Regions from separate parts of the Mus musculus genome. Here region 2 is linked to region 1. The links are chromatin contacts, called in public HiChIP or PLAC-seq maps. All regions are on one chromosome and are shown on one strand. Each heading gives the region's core, a stretch centred on a gene start, on an enhancer-like site or on the middle of the called end of the contact. The rest is flanking DNA. Distances are from core to core; before and after follow the strand shown. Region 1 has its middle 18 kb from the start of Bhlhe41. Region 2 holds the start of Gm32914 (a long non-coding RNA gene).

What was found. HiChIP or PLAC-seq counts read pairs in DNA pulled down with a chosen protein or histone mark.
Region 2: an HNF4G HiChIP or PLAC-seq map of pancreatic cancer cells shows a contact between it and region 1. The contact joins two enhancer-like sites. A contact is called at or near these places in 5 of 39 promoter capture datasets (the 3T3-L1 cell line, liver, pre-B cells and 1 more), 1 of 484 Hi-C or Micro-C datasets (nephron progenitors) and 2 of 115 datasets of contacts at active chromatin or transcription factors (double positive thymocytes and pancreatic cancer cells).

What each region holds. Positions count from the first base shown.
Region 1 is chr6:145,880,114-145,886,334 of GRCm38.p6, forward strand. No RefSeq gene overlaps it. Among named protein-coding and RNA genes, the nearest start is that of Bhlhe41, 18 kb to the left of the region's middle. Within about 2 kb of position 3,053, at least 64 of the 459 cell types and tissues checked have an H3K27ac peak or open chromatin away from gene starts, as enhancers often do. A contact at or near this core is called in pancreatic cancer cells, where this site is marked.
Region 2 is chr6:146,008,429-146,014,649 of GRCm38.p6, forward strand. The region is part of intron 2 of Gm32838 (a long non-coding RNA gene); the gene reads left to right. It overlaps Gm32914 (a long non-coding RNA gene), which reads right to left and starts at 5,676. Exons shown (of 4, transcript XR_869600.1): 1 at 4,718-5,676. Within about 2 kb of position 2,238, at least 102 of the 459 cell types and tissues checked have an H3K27ac peak or open chromatin away from gene starts, as enhancers often do. A contact at or near this core is called in pancreatic cancer cells, where this site is marked.

The DNA of each region.
Region 1 (6,221 bases), core at 1,803-4,302:
CAACAGTTGCATGTGCTAGGCAAGTGCTCTCCCATGGGTTACATTCTAGCCCTTTTGTAATTTTTAATTTGAGACAGTATCTCACTAAGTTGCCTGGTCTGAATGTGATCTTAACTCTGGAGCCCAGTCAGGGCTTGAACTTGTGAAAGACTTCTTTGGCCTCCTGAGTAGTACAGATTTTAGACTCTGCTACTGGGTACAACTTCAAGAGGACTTTCATAGAGGTTATTCTATACTACCGTCTTAGAGCCTTACAAATGCTAACTCATTAACCAACCCTTTGGATGGATACTGGGATCAGGCCATCAGAAAATGGGGAAACTGAGACACAAGCGAAGTGATTGGTTTTTGAGGCATAGAGACTCAGTAATGCTGAGAGCAGGGTCTGAAGCAGGCAGGAGACTGCAGGTACCATGCTCAGGTACACAACTCCTCCATATGATGCCATACCAGAGCGCCCACAACATTCCCATCCATCTTCCATCTATGATTTTTGTTTGAGGTTCACCATGCCAAAAGGTGGATGGCCTTTGGGGTTGGAAACTCTGAGCCCAGGATTTAACTGTTGACCCATCTATTTGTCTGAAAAAGGCGAAGTCTTGACCAGTCTGACAGCTGCTGGCCACGTGTGGTTACTGAGCACTCGAAATCTGGTTAGCTAAACTAAGGTACTGGGTTTTTCATCGTATATAATTTTAGCCAACTTAAATTTACATAGCCACAGGTGGTTAGTGGCTGTCCTGTTGCACAGTGAAAGTCCAGCTGCTTCAGTCATTTCTAAATACCAGAAGCCAGACAGCTTCTCAGCGTGTTCTTTTCCTAGCTTGTGTGGGATGTATTTGTGTGGGAAGAAAAAATATTAATTATGAAGCATAAGTTCAGGCAAGGAAAGAGAAATGGCAGCCATCACCCTCTCTAAGCTTTGTGATCTGACAAATGTCTGTCTGTCTATAATTTATCCATCTGTCTATCTATTTATCTGTCATCTATTACCTATCTATCATCTATCTTTCCATCTATCTATCTATCTATCTATCTATCTATCTATCTATCTATCTACCTATCATCTATCATTTCTCTATCATCTATCATCTATCTTTTTATATACCTTATCTGTCTATCATCATCATCTATCTAACTATATCTGTCTATGATTCATTTAATGCAGAAAGCAATGGGCTTCACTATAACATTTTCGTCTACCTATGTTATGGTACCTTGCTCTCCCCCTGCCTGCTCACTCCCTCTCTCCTCTCCTCAATGGTCTTCCCTCCATACAAAGGGGTTGCTTTGTGTCACTCCCCACCCAATCCCACATATGAGGGAAAATCCTTTTGTCTCTGCATTGCCCTCTCTCACACACCCCCCCATTGGACCCCTGCACCGTCTAGTCTCCTTTCAACTCTTATCTGTCAGACTTATTTGAATTTTACTGGAAACCAAATAGTATAACATATCAAAGCTTAAGAATAGTGGTCTTGAATTTGTTGTGAATGTTCTATCTACTTCTCGTGAGTAAATGGCAGCACCATAACTTTAATGGTGCATTACAATGCCATGCATGTAGTAGTCAGGGTTAGATGGAAGTAGTGGTGTGGTAGTGAATGTTTAACTGGACCTCAGGGAAAAGCATGTCTGTATGTGCAGTCTGAAAGATGTGTAGAAAACACATACAGTGATGTGCAATAATAAAATATGCATTGCTCACATAAATTCCATGAAGCTGATTAATTCTCAGTGAATGGTTTTATTGATTTCTGCTGACCCTGTATCCTTTGCCAGCCTACAGTTGCAATTAATTCATAAATGTAATTCCAACATGAAAGTTGGTTGAGACTTTTGTTTATTTTAGTGATTAAGGTGAAAGTACTACGGAGAAAAGACTTTTTAAAATAACCTTAGTCATTTGTTAAATACAGGAGCAATTAGTAACAACTCTCACACAATGGGAAATGGTTTTTCTGCTTTCTTGTGTGTTACTCACAATGCAAAGTTCCGATGCGACACAGTGCTAAGTACAATCAACATGACACATGATTTCTCTGGCCTAATAACCAAGAAAACCAACCCCTGAAGTTTCTGCCAATTTTCATAGTGTAAATACTTGCAAGAGACTCTCTACCAACAATGTATCAGTGAAAGTGGAGGTGGGGGATTACAGGCAGGGAGGAAGCAGAAGAGACACTTCCTTGGCTTGGTGTGGAATTTACCTGATCGTCATCAGCTACAAGAGTTAGAAACACCTGGAGTGCTGGCTTGTGAAATGCAGGGTATGATATTGAATGGACTTTACAGCACAATTCTCTGATTTGGACAAATGTTGAATGAGGGTAATATTGTCACCTGGAGGCTGAGACTGCGTGAAGATCAGCCTAGGCCTCCAGGCTCTGAGGCAGGAACAACTGAAACCAACAGAACAAAAGAAACCCAAGAGCTCCCAGCAGCTAAACTAGGGGAGCTACACCACCGAGGCCACAGTGATCCTTCTTGTGAGGTGAGAGATGGGCTTTATTCTCTCTCATTGGCCCTGTGGCATTGAGACCCAGGACCTCTGAAATGTAGCTCTCCTCCTGTGTAGTGTCTCAAGCACAGAGGTGTTTCCCCTGTTCTGTAGCAACACAAAGCAGGAGCAGACGGAAGCGAGCCTTATTGACTCCTGACTCTTGAAGACAGACCGGAGCCCAGTAAATATTTGTAGAAAGACTAGATGACCTCACAGAATGGGGCTACTGTTTGTGGTGGAGTAGCTTTTAATTTCTACATGACTAAATTTTTACTCTGTGATCATATATTAATATATTATCAAATTTGAATGGGTATGCTACTAATAGTCTAAATACTCACTAAAACTACGTCTTAGAGCCAGATGTGCTGCTGTGAACCTGGGATCCCATACTTGGAAGGCTGAGGAAGAGGGTCATTCACAGATAATCACTTCTGTAGCACCACACCAAGACACTTTCATCTATCGTTTCAGCTAATGTATACTGGTGTAACTTTTAGTGACCCACCTACTCTCTGTTTCTGTGGAGTTACCCATTTGGATATCTCATGTGCACAGAACCATGTGAGTCATTGCTCTCTACAGTTGAGTTCATTTCCTGTTTTCAGGGTTAATCCTTGCAATAGCATACAATATTTTACTAGTTTTTTTTTTTTTACTGCTAAACCACATTGCATTGCATGACTATGGCACTTTTATTTGCCCACTTAGCAGTTGATAGAATCCAGGGCATGTTCTTTTTTTTTTTTTTTTTCATTTTTTATTAGGTATTTAGCTCATTTACATTTCCAATGCTATATCAAAAGTCCCCCATACCCACCCACCCCCACTCCCCTACCCACCCACTCCCCCTTTTTGGCCCTGGCGTTCCCCTGTACTGGGGCATATAAAGTTTGCGTGTCCAATGGGCCTCTCTTTCCAGTGATGGCCGACTAGGCCATCTTTTGATACATATGCAGCTAGAGTCAAGAGCTCCGGGGTACTGGTTAGTTCATAATGTTGTTCCACCTATAGGGTTGCAGATCCCTTTAGCTCCTTGGGTACTTTCTCTAGCTCCTCCATTGGGAGCCCTGTGATCCATCCATTAGCTGACTGTGAGCATCCACTTCTGTGTTTGCTAGCCAGGGCATGTTCTTTTGAGCGCTCATGAATGACATTCTGAGCACCAGGCATGAGGCTGTGTGCACTTGCTTTCAGTTCTCTAGGATGTGGGCTGGGGCAGATGCTAGTTACATAGTAACTGAGGGACAGACAGCTTTGCGAAAGGGCTTCAGCCCCCACTGCATTCTTGCCAGAAGTGTATGAAGGTTCCGTTTCCACCACATGGTCAGGGAAGTTACCAGCCACAGAAAGGTGTGATGAATGTTAAATCGACTTCTCAGTAAGTGTAAACCTTTTAGGATTTGACCAAAAATTTGTATTCAAAGGCATAGTTTTAGTTACAACCTTATAAATCTAAATGGTTTGTAAGAATAAAACTTCCAAGTGTAAGACTAAAACTTCCAGGCTTTACCATGCAACCAAGAGCACAGAGCAAGGATCTCAGGCTGGAAGGGTTTAACTGTCTTTCTTAGGGTGCTCCTAAAACTTGAAGTAAATTTACAGTACATGTTGTGGGGGTACACTCTTGTTATCCCAGTACTTGGGAGATACAGGCAAAGGGATCAGGTGTTCAGGGCCAGTCTTAGCTACAGGAGACCCATGTCAACAAAAACAAACAAAACAAAGTAACAAGTGGCTGTTGGGGTGGAGGGGGGTGTCTTAATTCTGAAGGTTTCTGGAAGCAGTAATGCTTGAGCACTGGTTCAGTCAAGAAATCTTGTAACAAAAATAAAAAAACAATATGTAGCATAGAGGCTGTGAAGAGACAAAGGCAGGAAGATACTCCAGAAGAGGAATGGAGATGCTCCTTCAAACAGGACATATGTGCTACTGTGTTTCCATATGACCTGACACAGCCAGACAAGCCCTTACTTCTCTCTCTCCCCATTCGACACTGAACTTTTAAGTGTCTCGTGACACTAGAAGAAGCCACTGCATGCTGGTGTCTGTCATATAATTTGCACTCAATATATGTTGTTTGTTAAAGTTAGTATTAAAGTAACAAGTCCCAAAACTTAACATTTTGGAAATAGTATTCGATGTGGAGCATATGTCTAAGTTTTGCTAGCCAGATTGTGGGATATCCAGTTACGTGGTCACTGTGCCTCGATGTAATAGAATAATATTGGGCCCAAGTGGGCACACATAGACACATAGATGCATATACATGTGGTCACACATGCACATATGTACACACACATACACACACACATATACACATAGGCACACACACTCAATTCATCCATATTAGGCCTGGAGATTCAAGGAAAAGTTCCAGAACCCAAACCCTTCTGTGTATTGTGTTGCGTGTTGTGTATGTTCTCAAGGTCTGTCACCCCTCACTCCTTCAGAAGTAGTGAAAGAACACATGAGCCTTGCACTATGTTAGAGTGTCCTGTCTCAAACTTGAAGTTGAGTTCTGCCACCTGAATGCTGTCCTAACCTTGGACATCTACTGTGATTTGTAGCTCTCTCTTGATTGTGTCAGAGGGCTCAAGGTCAAGTTCCTATCAGCCATAAGGAGGAAGCACTTGGAGAGAGTGGGGTGACTTCAGAACAGCCCAGGAGTGCTTCTCTTTGCTTGCCCAACATGCACGTATTCCATACACATAGCCTGCCTGGGACAGCGCTCCTTCACTGGGTTTCAGTTCTGAGTGGCACATTACAATAAAGGCTTTAGGACCATACACCCGACCCAGTCCAGCACCTCATGGTTTTATATTTAACCAGTTATCGCTTTATATGCAGATGCTACAAAACTGGTTTATTTTTTCCACCTAAGCTCATTATTTTATTTCCTTAGGAGTGACAATGTTGTTTAATTATCATGAACTATAGTTTAAACATCTTTCCCAAAGAGCTGTTCACAAGTGCCTATTAAGAAGCCCAATTAAAAGATACACTTTTTAACTTTTGTACAAATCTTTGCATTGTTTATAGTTTGGGAAGCCATCTATATCATTATAAACTATCTCCTTGCTAAAAGATGTTAAAGAGGACTGTGCGGCAGTAAGAGCCAAGATTTTAAACTCTACTAAAAACAAAACAAACCAACAAAGAGACTTTATCTATTTATGTTCATTAAAAAAACTAATAGTGATATATTATTTTAAAATATCATACAGTTAATATATTTGGAGTTATTTAAAATTTATATTGAGAAAAATGTATGTATTTTCAGTATTGCTGTTAACAAACATCTACACAAGACTGTTTAACTGATTGTTGTTTTATATCAAACAACTTTTATAATACTCATTTTTAATTGTTACAATATTTAAATTTTAAAGAATATAATAAAAAATGAAAGGTATTGCAGGTTTTGAAGGGGGGCCTCTCCGGAAGGAGTTGGGGTACAAAAGGGAAAGAAGCATGTGATGTAAGTCTATTTACTCAAAATATGTTTTTATATGTTAACAAATTCAGGTAAATTGAAATTATGTATCTCTTTTCATCGTAATGCAAAAAAACTTAAAGGGAAAAAAACAAAAATAAAATGGGGACTCATTAGAGACTTAGGCACACACACACACACACACACACACACACAAAAGACTGTGCAGAGCCGAGAATGAAGATTTTGAGTGACTTTCAGAAGGAGGCATAATACAGCTCT
Region 2 (6,221 bases), core at 988-3,487, 130 kb after region 1:
TTTGAAGCCCTTAAAAGAGGGCTCTAAGGCTAAACGAGATTGATAAGGAGGTTTCTAATCCAGTTCGGCTGGTCTCCATGGATCTGGGCACACAGCCAAGCAGCATGGTGTTGAGAGGTTGCTTTCTGCATACCACCCCTGGTGGTGGATCTCACTCTCTGGCTGTGGGCTTCCACAGTGGGAAAATACGTTTCTATTGTTGGAAGTACCCGTTGGGAGGATTCATCATAGCAGCCCTAGCTGGCTAACACAGGAGTGAGTGTTCTTCAAGCCACAGGACAGCTAGGGGTTACTGATGGGAACTGAGTCACTTCTGATAGGTGGGGTGGAAAAGGGAGGGAAAGTGACAGTCCCTGGGCCATCTCCAGCTGCCAGCTCTGTTTGGAGGCGGAGAGCAGGGGTAGCAGATGGGAGTGTGGTGAGTGCCTTCTGCAGGTGAGTCACAGGGTATCTGGGCACACAACCCACTATCAGCAAGCACACAGCCATCTTCCAGCCTCTACTTACCATGAGAGCCATGTGAGGCCAGGTGAAGGCATGCCAGACTCACAGCATGTCTATTGTCTTTGCCCTCTGAGGCCTTTGCTCTCTCTCCCTCTGTGGGCTTCTGAAGTTTTTATAGCCATAGTCACCATCAAAGGGTGCTGGCTGGGGGCTTATTTCACTTCTGCTAGTTCCCCATCTCTGCCTCTTTGGGGTGATATGACTTCATGCCTTTTCTATGCATACTCATTATAAGGATTTTCCCATTTGCAAGACACTTAGAACCTTTTCCCGGTGAGGCTTGGGACCCCTGCCTTGTAGTTCAAGGACTCTGAGATGGCATAGAAGCCTGGCCACTTGGGTTGTCTGCAGTGTTGTTGGGCATACTCCTGGCTGTCCTTTCTGTTCACAGCAGCACTCCTTGGTCAGGATGCTTGCCCTGGAAACCTCTCAGGTGCCAACTAGGAACCCTCCCTTCTGCTCTGAGAGGCTGGTGCTTTCAGCATGCCTTGGGGAGGGCAGTGGCTGTCATCTCCCATGGGATGCCTGAGGGCTCTGTGGGTCCTTATCCTTTTCCTTCTCCATTCTCCTCCCAGTAAAGAAAACAGGGTTCTCTCACTATTCCCTCTCTTTGTTTTGTTTATTTTGCTTTATTTCATTCCTTCAAAGGTGGTTTTTAGTTGTGGATAAAATGTAATGTCAACAACAGTTTACCAAAGCTTATGCCTGCCTGCACCTCCCGCTGTTCCCTCTCTGCTCGGCTGGGCACCGCAGCTGCAGGAGACTGGACCCGCTTCCCAGCTCCCAGCATGGGACACGGACACACACACACACACACACACACACACACACACACACGCTCCAAAGCACAAGGAGGAGCGTTGACCTCTTAGGAGATGTCCCCAGAGCCAAAGAGACAGTCGTGGAGTATTATTTCTGTCTCTTCTCACCTTCATCTCTCACCTGTTCCGAACCAGCCATTTGGAATGAGCAGGCTAAAACAGAAATCAACGATTTGTATTATTTTATGCTAGACTATCATTAAGACAGAAGCTTGCTTGCCACCCCAAGGAACTGAGGGTATCAAGCACAAGGCAGTGAACGTTTTTAGAACTATAGCTCCTGTATGGTCACATGGCTTTTTATACTCAGATTTCAGAGAAACGGGCGACATTTCCCACACACACAGGCCAACATCCCGATTCAGCCAGCCACAGAGCACTGCAGGGTGGATGCGTTCCAGTTCACTGGGGTTTGGAACAGCAGCTCTCATCCCCGGAGAAGGGATTCTCTGTGGAGGCTGAACTAGCAGTGTTCAAGCGTGGCTTGTGGCTGGCACGTAGGCCATCGGGGATCATCTGTGCTCCATCCTGCCAGACCAGGGCAATCCTGGGGAGGGCAGGGATTTACTGCCCACACGGGAGCAACAAGAAGCCATTTCTCTCACTCAGCTTCTCGGGCTCCTTTTGTCTGCAAGGACTGCCATTGCCCCAACCAGTTCAGTATCTAACTTATCATGTCTGCATTCTTCCCTAGCAGTCCAGGCCTGTCTGCTACCAGGAACAGGTGCCAAATCGGAGTATGGAATTTTCCCGGCAGGCCTCAGGGACTGCCTGCTGCCAAGGCAACTGTGGTTGGGTCGGGAATACTATCAAACCACAGATCTGGAAAAGGAAGGCCAGGCCACCCTTTCGGCTTGAGTCAGCTCAGGTACAGGCTGTCCCTTGAGGAAAGGCTCCCCTATGCCAAACACAGACAAGGACTGCAAACAAGGTTGGTTCCCACTGGGCAGCTTCCCAGAACTAGGCCAATTCAGGCCCTGTAAGGACAAAGGAGAGAGGCTTTTCTGGGAAGGCCACAGCAGGCTCTGCCCAGTAGGAGCAGCAAAAGCCACATCATTTCTAGGGAAGCCCCAGACACCTGTGTTAATGAGTGTCTGAGGTGAGATGGAGACCTTTGTGGGTGCCAGGAAGAAAAAGAAGCAGAGCTGTGTTGTGTATAGATGTAGTCCTGGAATCAGGACAGCAAGAACAAAGCCAGTGACATCCCAGAGCTGAGGTCAGAAGTCCAAGCTGCTGTGGCCCAGTGTATCGCAAGCACGAGGACCCAAGTTCAGTCTCCCAGAACTCACGTTGAAAAGCTGGGTGTGGTGGCACACACTTGTAATCCCAGAGATGCGGAGGCAGAAGGAGGTGGATCCCTGGGGCTCACTCTCCAGCTAGCCCAGCCTAACCAGTGGACTCAGACTCATGAGAGCCCCAATCTCAAACAATAGCAACAGCAAGTAAAAGCCCTAAGGTGCGCAGCACCTGGGAAATGCCAGCTGAGTTCTGATTCAATGCAGGTGTACAAATGCGTGGTCATTTCTATACAGTGCATGGTTACACATGGCCCACACATGCATGGTCACCCCCTCCCTCCATATATGTATATGTACATCCCTATACAGTGTACTCCCTCTCCCCCTTTCCTCCCCTGCCTCTGTTTGTCTCCCAGCCAAATAGGTAGACATGGAGAAGCAAGTGTTTTGTTTTTTTTTTTCTTTTCTGTGGTGTATATGATATATGTACATGAGTGTGTAGGTTCGTGTACCCTGTGCACCATCAGGTGTCTTCCTCTATTGCTCTTAACCTTATCCCCTTAAGATAGAGTCTCTCACTGGACCAGAAGACCATATTTTTAGCTAGGCTGACTGGCCAGCGGCCAGCAAGCTCTCAGAGTTGACCCATCTCCACCTTTCTGATACCAGTGCTACAAGGCACAGTGCAGTCACATCCAGATCCTCACAAGGGTGCTGCGATTTGAACTCACGTCACTGTGCTTGAAGAGCAAGTGCTCTTACCCACTGAGCCACCATCTCCAAGCCCAGGAGAAGAAGCAAGTTCTTTGGAGCCTGTCAGGAACAGGTCGACACTGCCAGCATTACCCACTAGGGCTCAAGTCTTCTTATCCTGTGGAAGGAGCCCCACCCACAGCCAATATGGTGGGCAGCACAACTGGACAGGTGGGAGACTTGTAACTAGCTTTCTTTTCTCTTCCTGGGCCCTGAGAACTTGGCTGTGATTCTAAGACCACTTCCAAGGTGGTGAGGCCATTGAGGGGCCATCAGCTTGGGAACAGGAAGGTCCACCAACCCCTGCTGTGGCTTTGATTGTTAGAGGTGTTACTTAGCCTGGCTTCACACTCTCTTCTGATGCTTTTCCTCATTTTTTTTTTTTTTGTACATTTCTTTAATAGGATTAAGAGGTTTCTGACTTAAAGCCTAAAATTGCTCTTAGGATGAAAGGCAGATTCTGTGGCTGTACGGGCAGCACGGTGTCAAACCCCCTTCTGCTGGCAATGATGAGGTTTCCTCTCTAGTCACCACGGAAAGGTAGAGGACGATGTACCTGGCCAATAACTTTTGCGCTATTCTTTGGTGTTATTTTATTTCCCTAATGGATAAAAGTGTTGATCCTTTTTCTTTTTTTCTTCAAATGTCTCTCTTTGGTTTATATGCCTCCTTCTGAGAGCTGTTAGTCTGTTTACTGGTGGGAATATTTGGAGGTTTGGGGTTCTTTATACGCCTAGGGATGAGCCTCTTGTCAGACACACAGTCGGCAAGGAATGTTCTCTGTGTCTAGCTGTCTGGACACTCCCCGTTATTTCCTTTCCTGTGCAGAGGGTTTTGAATTTCATGCAACCCCACATGTCAGTTTTGTGTGGCCTGAGTCATTTTCGGAAAGCTGGAATGGCTGCCCTGTACCTTCCTCTGGCGGTTTCAGAGTTTAGGGTCTTCCAGCGAGTGCTGTGCAGAACAAGAGACGTGGATCTGGCTTTCTACCCTTTGAAGGACCTGGCCTTTTTGTTTTGGGGTTTTTGTTTGTATGTTTTTAAACACCTTTGTCGTTTTGAGGCAGGGTGTCAGCCAGCAGCTCAGGTGACTGTGACCTTGTGTCAGAACCCTTCCTTTGATCATCTGACTCTACTTCCCCAGTGCTGGGATACAGGTCATGACCACTCCCAGATATGACTTTTTTTTTCAGTTTTTTTAATTAATTATTTTATTTATTTATATCCCAAATGCTGCCCTGCTCCCAGTCTCTGCTTGCAGAGTTTTTCCCTCTCTCCCTCCCTTTTCACCTCTGAAAGAGTGACCCTTCTCTCAGTGGGAGAGGATGTGCCCAATCTTGTAAAAACTTGCTTTTTTTTTTTTTCATAGAAAAATTTAAAGGCTCTAAGAGACCAGGCTCACCTGTCACTTGTGGCTCTGGCTGTGAGGCTGAGACTCCATCAGAAGAGGTATAAACATTTCCATATGTCTGATGAAAAGATTCCTGGCCTATAGAAAAATGGAAACAGAGAAATTATTGGCCTGTGTGTTCGAGGGTTCCTTCATGGCCACACATGTACATGGGAAATCTGGCTACTGCAAACAGAAAACAGAAAGGGCAGAATTTTTGGGTCTAAAAAAAACACTTGACAGGGACACTTATGGAGAAGATATTTTCAGAGAACATTTGAAATTTTAAAAAGCTGACTAAAGGCATAGGTGAAGCTAAGTAAAACACAGGTGCTGGCTTTTATCACTTAATTCAACAAGAATTCTTGATTTGAGGTCAAAGAGAAGGAGCTAGGAGTCTACTTCCTGCCCAGATAGCATTGATAAACTAGATTTAGATCTGGGGCCCATTGGCCTATGATGCTGAAACTTTAGCTTCATGACCATATGTGGTCCCCATTTCACGAGTGCGTGAAGCATGTGGTCAGTGAGAGACGATACTTTCAACTCAAGACAGTGGGACAAGAAAACCTGTCACGTAACTCTGAGTAAACAGGGTATGCCAAGTAGAAACCTGGAAGGAAAACAGGGAAAGCTGTTAGGGTTTGCTGTACAGAGCTCATGCTCATAGGTTCAAATCCTCAGTTCCCATTTGGTGGTGCTGCTACTGGAGGGTGTTAGCCTTTAGGAGGTGGGACCTCACAGGTCACAGCCCCCAACCCTGTCAGCATCACTCTATACTTCCTAGTTCTTGAGATATGAGCAGGTGGTAGCAAGCTCCCACTGACCAGAGACACCAGAGAGTGATAGTAGAGAATTTGGATCTGTACCTGCTATAGAAAACTGGGAACAGTGTTAGGATTCCATCTCGGAAATACCATGACCAAAAGCAACTTGAGGAGGAAAGGGTTAGTTTCAGATCACAGTGCTCACTGAGGGAAGTCAGGATTAGAACTCGAGGCAGGAATCTGGAGGCAGGAACTGAAGCAGAGGAGTACCGTTTACTGGCTTTCTCCTATGGCCTGCCTGGCCTGCTTTTGTATAGCATTCAGGACCACCTCCCAGGGGTCCTGTCCACTGTGAGATGAACCCTCCCACATCCATCAATAACCAAAATAAAAACCCCACAGGCTTGCCTACAGGCCAGTCTTATGGAGGTGTATTCTCAGGTAAGACTCCCTTTTCCCAGATAGTATAGGTTTGTGGCAACGTGACAAGAAGCACCAGCCAACACAAGAGGGTTTCAACAGAGAAGTGACTTGCATTTGAGTTATATTTGGAAAGAAAATCATGCTCTGTTGGGTGGATTATGCAAGTGGGACAATAAAGCAGGAAAAGTAGCGGGCCATCTGATGACCGCAGTCATGGGACTAGGGTGGCAAGAGTGTTCAGGAACAGAAGTGGAAAATTCTGGAACACACTTCCTCAGTTTGTTCATATGCCTTTGCTGTTACCCCATCTATCTCTTTAAGGATCT